Linked DNA regions of Mus musculus: region 2 is linked to region 1. The links are chromatin contacts, called in public HiChIP or PLAC-seq maps. All regions are on one chromosome and are shown on one strand. Each heading gives the region's core, a stretch centred on a gene start, on an enhancer-like site or on the middle of the called end of the contact. The rest is flanking DNA. Distances are from core to core; before and after follow the strand shown.

Region 1 (4,663 bases), core at 2,092-4,591:
CTTTTACACTAGTTAATTCCCCACTCCTTATTTGGGTGTGAAGATTCATGTTACCCAAGATAATCATGCCTGAACCCATAAAACTATTTTAAGGGAGATCTGGAGACCCAGTCCCTACTGAGCATCTGCCTTGGTGTGACAAGGCCTGAAGTGGCTGTTCTCCAGAGCAGGGTGCCCTTCCTCATTGCTTCTAGGACACAAAGCACCTCCTTCTAGCAAGGATCTCCTTTAGGTTCTTTGAGAACCCATATAAAGGACAGGTTCAACAGAAGAGAATTGGGAAGGACAGCTGGCTGCTACAACCCAGTTTTCATCCCCCTCTTCCCTAAGTCAGTCCTTCCACACTGTCCCTTGGCTCTGACACATCACATTCTTTAAGGATTCTCAGAGCTTGTTCAGTTGTCATGGAAGAGTTGCAATACTGGGAGACCTCCCCTTCACTTAAGAGAGGAAGAGGGCAAGCTTCCAAAGAAAGGGCACAGACTCAGAAGGATGCGTGGGCAGAGTACCTTTAGGTGAGTTTTGCAAAGTAAGTGAGTGGTGAGTGGTAACCAGAGACTTAGGAATGGGTTCTAACCGCAGAAGGCAGTTCCTTATGGGCAAACAGTTGGAAAGTTAATTAATAGCTTAGAAATCAGTACACTATGGTTACTTTTGCTGTTAGACTTTGGTCACATCGCTCACCTCTCTGAGTCATGGTGTCCTCATCCATCAGATGGGGATAAGGCTTGCCCCTCCAGTGCCACTTCAGTAGGTTGCAGGTGAAAGCTATGACAACAATGAGCCAGAATTCAGCAGAGGCCGGCTATGATGGTACAGGCATTGTAATTTCCCTGGCCTAGCCTAGCATCCGAGACATTCATGGTCTTGTCCCTTTTCTCCTGCAGTTAGGTGGCTGAGTGGTGGTCTCTCTTTACATGGCAACATCAAACTCTCATCATGGCTCATGTACATAGAAGGCCCAGTTCTGTCACGATGGACTCCTGGGGCTTAGTGTTGGTTTTGTATGCATACCTTGCTGGTTAAAAGCCCACAGTGTTTACGTGTACAAGCCTTACCAGCCATTGACACCACAGACTACAAGGAATATGTTTTCTAAATGGTTTATCTTATCCTTTTCATAAAGGGGACCAGGCAGTATGGACCAGCCATGCTTTAAAATTCAAATAACTTACCATTGCAATTTCAGGGTTTTCTGACTCGTAATGACTAGACATATTCTATGAGTGGCAGATCGTTTTCATTGACAGTTACATACAAAAGAACCATGAGGAAAAGCTAGGAGACAGCTCACTGAGTAACAAGCTTCCTGTACAAGCTTGAGGCCTTGAATTCGAATCCCTTTTACCGGTGTTGGAAAGCTGGGTATGGCAGTGGGCAATCCCCTCACTGAGACAATGGAGACAAACAAATCCCTGGACTTCTGACTAGGCAGTCTAGCCAATCAGTGAGTACTAGATTCAGTGAGATTACTTACATTAAAAATGAGTTCTAGACCAACCTGGTCTATATATCAAGGTCCAGGATAAGGCTATGTAGTAAGCCTGTCTCAAAATAACAAAGCAACAGCAACAAATGAGGCTGAGAATAGAAGAAGAGTCTTTTGCTGCTCTTTATACATGTATGCTATAGCATGTGTATCCATACACATTTGCATTCACATACATATCCCATACACATGCACAACAACAGGAGTACTCTAAGGAAACTGCTGTTCATGAATATAGAAGTTGCAGCAAGAGACAACAACAGCAATAATTCTTATTTTAGTTAATAACATGAGTAACTTGCCACTATGTAGTAAAAGATATTTTTTAAAAATGGGATTTGGAATCTTGAGTTCCAGGTTTGAATCCTGATTTTATCACTGGTAGGTTTTGTGTCCTTTGACAAATGACTCTGTAAAGTTCATTGTTCTCATGTAGAAAGTATATATGCCATGGAACTGTTAAGATTAATAAAATACACAGTAAGCTATTATTCAAACCAGAAAATAAAATGGAGTGCTCTGCAGATGGCTGTCCCCAGTATTGCTGGCTTGGTCTTCAGCAGGATATGAATTTCAATAGCCATATTTATTTAGGGACAATTGTCTTGGAGTGATTGTTAAATCTTGCCTGGCAAACTATGTTCTTTACGTTCAAAACTTGATTATCCAGTCTTGAGTCCATAAAATAGATTTAATACATTTGAGGAAAAACTTGATGCTAAGGCACAAAAACCCCTCATTGTACCTTAGTATGTGAAGTATTGCACTGCATCCAAAACCCTCTCCTGAGAGCTTGCCCGCTGGTATTGACAGTCTTGTTTGATCTTTTCCTCTTGCATCAGGGTTGAAAAATCAGATAGATTATCCAAAGTTTAACAACCATTCCAAAACAATTGTTTATAGACTCTTCTGACCATCTACAAACATGGTCAAAGTGATCACATGTCTCTTCGGAGACTAAGTCACAACAGGTTTATGACTTTCATCTTGGGCACCTCTCTCTCTCTCTCTCTGTTCCTCTCCTTTTGACTCAGAAAAGGTAACTACCATTTTATGGCAGATTTGCTTGAGAAGGAGCTAAGAGTCATTATCAGCAGTGGTATAAAGAGCTTACAAATGAACCTGCAGCCTCAGTCAAACCTTCTGAATGCAACCCAGCGAGACAACTTGACCACTGCCTGCCCCCACTCTGAGCTGAACAGCCAGATCCATGCAACAGCTATCTGAATTCAGAAACCATATGAGTTCATAAGTGTGTGTGTTGTCTTTAGCTATTCAATTTCAAGGTGATTTGCTGTGTAACAGACAATAGCAATGATAGGGAATGTGATCTTTGCTTCTTTTATATGTGAGAAAAATATAAAGCCAGGTACTTCTGTCTATGAAACAAGCAAGCTATCCTAAACAGGGGAAAAAAACCAACATATTGTTTTCAGATAGGAATTTTCGGTTTATTTTAATGGATCACAGAACAAAGTTTTATAAGAATGAGTAATACAAAGTGAATGTGTAGCAGGAGCCAAAAGATAGATGTTTTCAATACAAGTTTCTTTTCTTTCTATCATCTGAATGTTAGATTCTGGAAATAAAGCTGAATATATTAAGTGTAGTTCTTACTCTTAAATACCTTATAGTCTGCTGTGAAAAATAACTGAAATACCCTTATTGGATGATGACTGAACACTCTAGAATTTATCAGAACTCTGTAAAAATCCAATACTTAGCATTCAAGTGATCTTGGGCAATTGATTGGTCATAGAGACCAGCACTGAGGCCTTCACTAAGCCCTTCATGTCTATCTTCTCCCCCAGTCTTACCACACGCTAAGCTCTTTACCCATGTTACCCCATTTAATCCCCAGAACAGTCCTATGACTAAGCACTATTACCTCACTTTTATGGATTAGTACCTATCTCATTGTGTTGCTAAGAGAACTAATATATTTAATCCAAACAAAAAGCTTGGCCTGGCCAACAGCTTGTAGTAAATGCTAAGTAAATGAGTGCACCTGGGGGCAGGTACCTGCTATGGAGTCAGACCCTCAGAGAAGGGACATGTGTGAAAGTTGTTGGAAAAGGATGTGTGAAGCTGTAAGGGGGTTTAGAATGGAAAGTGGGAAAGACAAAACGATAAACTAAGGGTATGTTCGTGTGGAGAGAATTCCTGTGCTCACAGAAGGCTCCAATTCACTGGAGCCTTGTCTAGCATATCTTAGAAATGCGGTAGGCACTAGGGTAAAGAAGGTAAACTATGTATTTACCAGTTCTTTTGCTTTGTTGATTGAGCTGCTCAGCTTTTCAATGTTTCCAGCCTGCCCTTAGTAAAATCAGATAAGTCTGGAGATCAAAGCCAAGGTGTAGAAATCCTAAGTACAGGAAGTGTCTTCATAGCACATTTACCAGGGGATCCAGAGAGCTTCAATTATAAGAAATTATTAATATCCCCACTGCCAATAACAAGTCAATCATATCACAGGATGCTTAGAAGAGTGGTAAAGGAAATTTATGGTTTGATTTTGAAATGTCATCCACAAGATCTTGTGTTTGAACACTGGGTCTGCTCCTAGTGACATTGTTTTAAGAAGTTGTAGGACCTTTGGGTATGAGGCTAAGCTAGTGGGGATGTTTCACAAGGAGTCAGTCCTTGAAGGTTGTAGTTACCTTGGTTACCAGTATCTCTTTACTTCCTGTCTACTGTCATAGGAAGGTGCAGCAGCTAACACATTCCCATCAACACACTCAAAAGCCTCTCTGTCATATTAGAACTGTGGTCAAAATAAACATCTCCTACCCTATGCCTTGTTTATGTCAGCTGTTTCATCACAGTGATGGAAAGAGTAATTAACATAAAATAGGGAATACATTGACACAGAGCAGAAAAAAAAAGTCATCTCCAATCATGGGTAGGGAAGATCAGAATGGGTTCCTTACAGATGTGATGGCCAAAAAGAAGAGAATAACAGATTGGGGAAAAAAGGTCAGAGGAGTACTACATGAAGAAGGAAGCCTATATGAAAAGCCACACCAAGAAACAGGAACAAAGGCCTGTACAATGAAAGACATCTTGGTGGTTGGTCTGAACTTGGAGTTAAAAGAGCCATGAGAGAAACGTTTCAGAAAGCCACCACGGGTCGTGTTGCTCAGATCTAGTCAGACCTGGGCTTTGTCCTGAGAA
Region 2 (4,398 bases), core at 339-2,838, 160 kb before region 1:
TCTGCCTCCACAAGCCTTCTCTGTCAGTCTCTGGCACACCTCTGAAGCTCTTTGAAGAGAGAGAGAGGACTAGAGTTGGGAGAGGTGGTTAATTCTGCTAAAAATACCAGACTCTCGGGAGCGGGGGAGATACAGTGTTTATAAAGCAAAACATGAGGTCCTGCGTTTGATCCCCAGACCCCACATGGCCATGGTTGTTTCTTTGTAACCCCAGCAAAGGGGAAGCAGCAGTGATAGATTCCTGGGACTTGCTGGTCAGCCAGTTTACCTATCTGGTAAATTCCAGGTTATTGAGCTATCCTGTCTGAAAATACTGGTGGACAGCATTCTTGACAGACAGCACCAATGTGGTTCATGTCATGTTGATTGTGTTGTTGTTCTGTTTTAGATAAAGCTTGTCCAGATTGAATATTCCCAATCTGTTAATGTTTAGCTTACAATACAGGACTCAACAGAAGTGTTCTTCCAGGTGGGGACCAATGTGTGTCTATGTGTGGGCGTGCATGCTCCACGTGGAACATGGAGAAACAACAAGATTCATGTAGAGCACTGGAAGAAGCCAGGCCAATTTAAACACAGGTCATCCTGGTCTTTGCTACAAATCTTGATGGGACTCTGAAGTCCTTTTCCAGATCCTTAGAATCTTTTTTTTCTCTGTTTTTATTAGGTATTTTCCTTGTTTACATTTCCAATGCTATCCCAAAAGTCCCCCATACCAACCCCCCCCCAATTTTGGCCCTGGCGTTCCCCTGTACTGGGGCATATAAAGTTTGCAAGTCCAAAGGGCCTCTCTTTCCAGTGATGGCTGACTAGGCCATCTTTTGATACATATGCAGCTAGAGACAAAAGCTCCGGGGTACTGGTTAGTTCATAATGTTGTTCCACCTATAGGGTTGCAGTTCCCTTTAGCTCCTTGGGTACTTTCTCTAGCTCCTCCATTGGGGGCCGTGTGACCCATCCAATAGCTGACCGTGAGCATCCACTTCTGAACTTAGAATCTTAATAAACAGGCTTGGAGAAGTGTTGAGAACAGGGAACCTGATGTGAGCTTAGCATTAGCATGTTCTGATAAAGCTACTGGAACAAAGTCAGGGCTGCTGGATGCCTTAGGGACTAGAGTCTATGACGACATGGGGCAACCACTAGGTGGGGCTGTGGCCGAGGGGACTCCAGGGTTTCTTTTATGTGGGTTCCAGTTTCTATTTCCTTATTCTCACTCTCTCCTTTTCTGTTCTTCTCTCTCCCTTGCTGCTTATCCTGTAGCTGTCTTAGCTGAAGAAGCCTGGGTTAGCCACCTCCTTGTGCACTGATCTCTACAGCTTGCTATAGCAGGGACCTGGGGCCTCAGCCTTCTCCTGTAGGCTGGGACACTGGGTGGAATGCTCAACTCTACTCTCCCCTGCAGTTTGTTTTGTTTTGTTGTTTTGTTTCGATTCGTTTCTTTTCTCTTCCAACATTCTCAGCTCCAGTCTTCAATCTGAAGATGGATAAATAAACAAATCGAAACTGAAATTGAACATTGGCCCCAAAGTGAGGACATCTGGGAGGCTTTTAGGGAAATGTACGTGCTTGCTGGGTTTCCGGTTACATATTTTATGTTGCCTGGTAACAGAGCTCACAGTTCACTTTCTGGCTTTCTTCTCCCCCATCCCCTGTTTATAGTGTAATTACTGCCGTGACTTCATAATCCCCCAGTGAACAGCTGTCAGGGGGGCCCAACTGCTGAATAAACAGGGCTATACAAGCTCTCCTCCACTGGCTGGTTTACTAAATAGATCAATATTTGGTTTGTAGGCAAAGAGATTAGGAGGTGGAAGTGTCTTTTGAAAAAGTCTGCTGGCTTCCCAGGGCCTCCCAGCACACCTGAGAATGTGGGAAAGAAAAACCAAGTTCATGGAGGGAAAAAAAAAAGGCCCATCCAAGCCTTTCACCTGCTGGAGACTTCCCAAGGAGCACTGTGTCTTTAGGAGGGCATCCTCTTCAGGAGGCATCTTAGGCTCTTAATTCTAAGTCCTAGAGAATTCTATTTTCTTCTTCCTCTACCTCCCTACCTCTCTTTCTGTCCTGGCCCGATCACATCCTCTTTAATCTTTCTAAATGGATATTATAGCCTCAGGGACTCCAAGAAGATTCAAGGATAAACAGGAGCTAAGCCCCTGAAATGCCAGGCTCCCTCCAATGCCATCTTCTCCGCACAAAAGCCCTGGTTAGAAATGCCATCAAGAGAGCAGCCTCTGAGGGTTCTTTGTCAAACTCAAGGTTTGTGTGACCCTCTGGGAAAGGGTTCTCTTGACCTTGATTTTTTTTTATGTGTAAGGAAAGGGCTGAAGGGCAGGGGGGCCCTGCCTGAAGTTTCTGGAGCCTTACAATCTAAACCTCTAGGCTGGCTGGCTCTAGGACCTGGGGCAAGTCCTTTGTGGATTTGTGCTCACACAGTCTGGGTCTAAAGGCTTCTTCCAGGTAGGAGTGAAGCAATGTCTAACTGAACAGAAGAGAGTTTACTGCAAAGGCCCAAAAGAGACTGGGAACTCCACAGAGTTGTCCTACCTTCCATGTGGAAAGGGGAGAGTTAACCTATTACTGTGATCATCAAAGGAGACAAAGGATGAATGGAATTTGCCTAGATTATGGTCTCTTTAAAACTAGCATTGTTTAATTTCTCCTGAAGCTAAAACCACAGTGAAGAAAGGCTTGGTTAAAAAATGGGACAGAAAGAGGAGATGCAGAGCTCCTTTTCTGTGTACAACTCCAGTAGATCCAACTTCACAAAGACAAAGGCACTGCACTAATTCAACTTGAGACTTAGCTATTCAGTGTCCTGGTGTTTCATCGTATTGTCTAGATACATTATGTCCCTATGTTGCAAATAATTGATGTTCAGAGGTCATCAAGACTGTTGTTGAGGGTCGGGCCATCTTTCAGATAAATATGTGCCCCCCCTCCTCCGATCTAGTTGTAAAATTTTTTGTGTTCCTTCTTCACCACAGAAGTGACTGATGACTGATGCACAACACATGGAAAGAGAAACGTCGACCCGATGGGTTGCTCCAGATTAATGACCTAGAGGTGGCAAGGGACGTTTACACGGCCTCTGATGCGCCCTTTGCTGTTGCCATGCAACAATATGTCACAGGCTGATTCACTCATCTCACTGAATAATGAAGTGTCTCTGCAGTAAAGAAAAACCTGAACTTGGCCTCTTTCTGTGGGACATGATGAGACTCCTCTGGACAAAATGTTACAAAAGGCCTAACCCTCCACCCATAATGGAAAGGGTAAGGGGCCAGGGTGGAGTGTCAGCAAGGTCGGTCCTAGACGCTCTCTAGAAACTCAATTTTTGCCTTTGTGCAAGGATGAATGGCAGAATCTGCTGGCTCAGGCTGCTAGCTTCTCTCAGAAAGACAGCACGATTTCACTTCAGTTTCATATAGATCCGTGTGTAGATCAGCACTGTGATAACATTCCATCGTGCTAAGTCTGTCCAAGACAACTAACCTGTTTCCAAGATCTAATTTTGTACGTGGGAATCTTGCCTTGCCCTGATTTCCAGACCCACAGGCAGGCTTGGCAAGATGTAGCTAGGAAAGGCCTGTGCTCTACCCTGATGCTCTGAACTAGAAATCCTCTTCCTCCTTGGTTAGACCAAGCACCTGTCTTGACACAGGTGCTGTCTGTGCTGGTTTGTAAAGCTTCTTATGAGTGATGGTTCCCCGGAGAACTCAAAACTCTCAAAAATATTTCTTTGCTAGTAAGTAAAATGTACAAAGAGCCCATTATGATAATATATATATGTATATATACATATACACATATATGTATATGTTTATGTATCTGTATATATATGTATGTATATATTTGTGTGTGTGTGTGTGTGTGTGTGTGTGTGTAAAGCCCTCCAGTTTACTACATCAGCCAGGACCTTCAAGTACAGTGTACACCTAACCACTGACTGGAGAGTTTGTTAAAATTCAGGGTCCTGGACAACATCCTTGGAGCTCCTGATGACCCGTGACCAAGAGCTTGAGAAGCTGCCCCTTTAATCCATGTTCAGCTGACTTTTCCCACACCCAAGGAGGTCTCTGTATGCATAGTCCACCATAGCCACTTGAGTTCCTAGAGCCACTGGAAGCTGATCTTTTAGCTGTCTTTTGACATGTATTTTTGCTATTTGTAGCTCGTTTGGTCCCTTCTTCCACAAAAGAGTTCTGGGATTGCCTGTCTTCTCTTACTATGAAAATTGAGTGGTTTTATATAGTACCATATTCCATATCCCACTGCAGCCTATATTATGGCAGTCAGGAGATGTGCAAGGATCCATAATCTACTTACTGACTCACAATTCTGCATCTTTGAATATGTTCCCTGGTGGACTCCCCAGTGGTTTCTGAATTGTAGGTC

Evidence for each region. HiChIP or PLAC-seq counts read pairs in DNA pulled down with a chosen protein or histone mark.
Region 2: an HNF4G HiChIP or PLAC-seq map of pancreatic cancer cells shows a contact between it and region 1. The contact joins two enhancer-like sites. A contact is called at or near these places in 1 of 15 datasets of contacts at CTCF or cohesin (large pre-B cells), 7 of 484 Hi-C or Micro-C datasets (the MNK3 cell line, adipose-derived mesenchymal stem cells, bone marrow-derived macrophages and 3 more) and 2 of 115 datasets of contacts at active chromatin or transcription factors (large pre-B cells and pancreatic cancer cells).

Annotation. Positions count from the first base shown.
Region 1 is chr4:56,065,094-56,069,756 of GRCm38.p6, reverse strand. No RefSeq gene overlaps it. Among named protein-coding and RNA genes, the nearest start is that of Gm12519, 67 kb to the right of the region's middle. Within about 2 kb of position 3,341, at least 4 of the 459 cell types and tissues checked have an H3K27ac peak or open chromatin away from gene starts, as enhancers often do. A contact at or near this core is called in pancreatic cancer cells, where this site is marked.
Region 2 is chr4:56,219,406-56,223,803 of GRCm38.p6, reverse strand. No RefSeq gene overlaps it. Among named protein-coding and RNA genes, the nearest start is that of Gm42291, 94 kb to the left of the region's middle. Within about 2 kb of position 1,588, at least 165 of the 459 cell types and tissues checked have an H3K27ac peak or open chromatin away from gene starts, as enhancers often do. A contact at or near this core is called in pancreatic cancer cells, where this site is marked.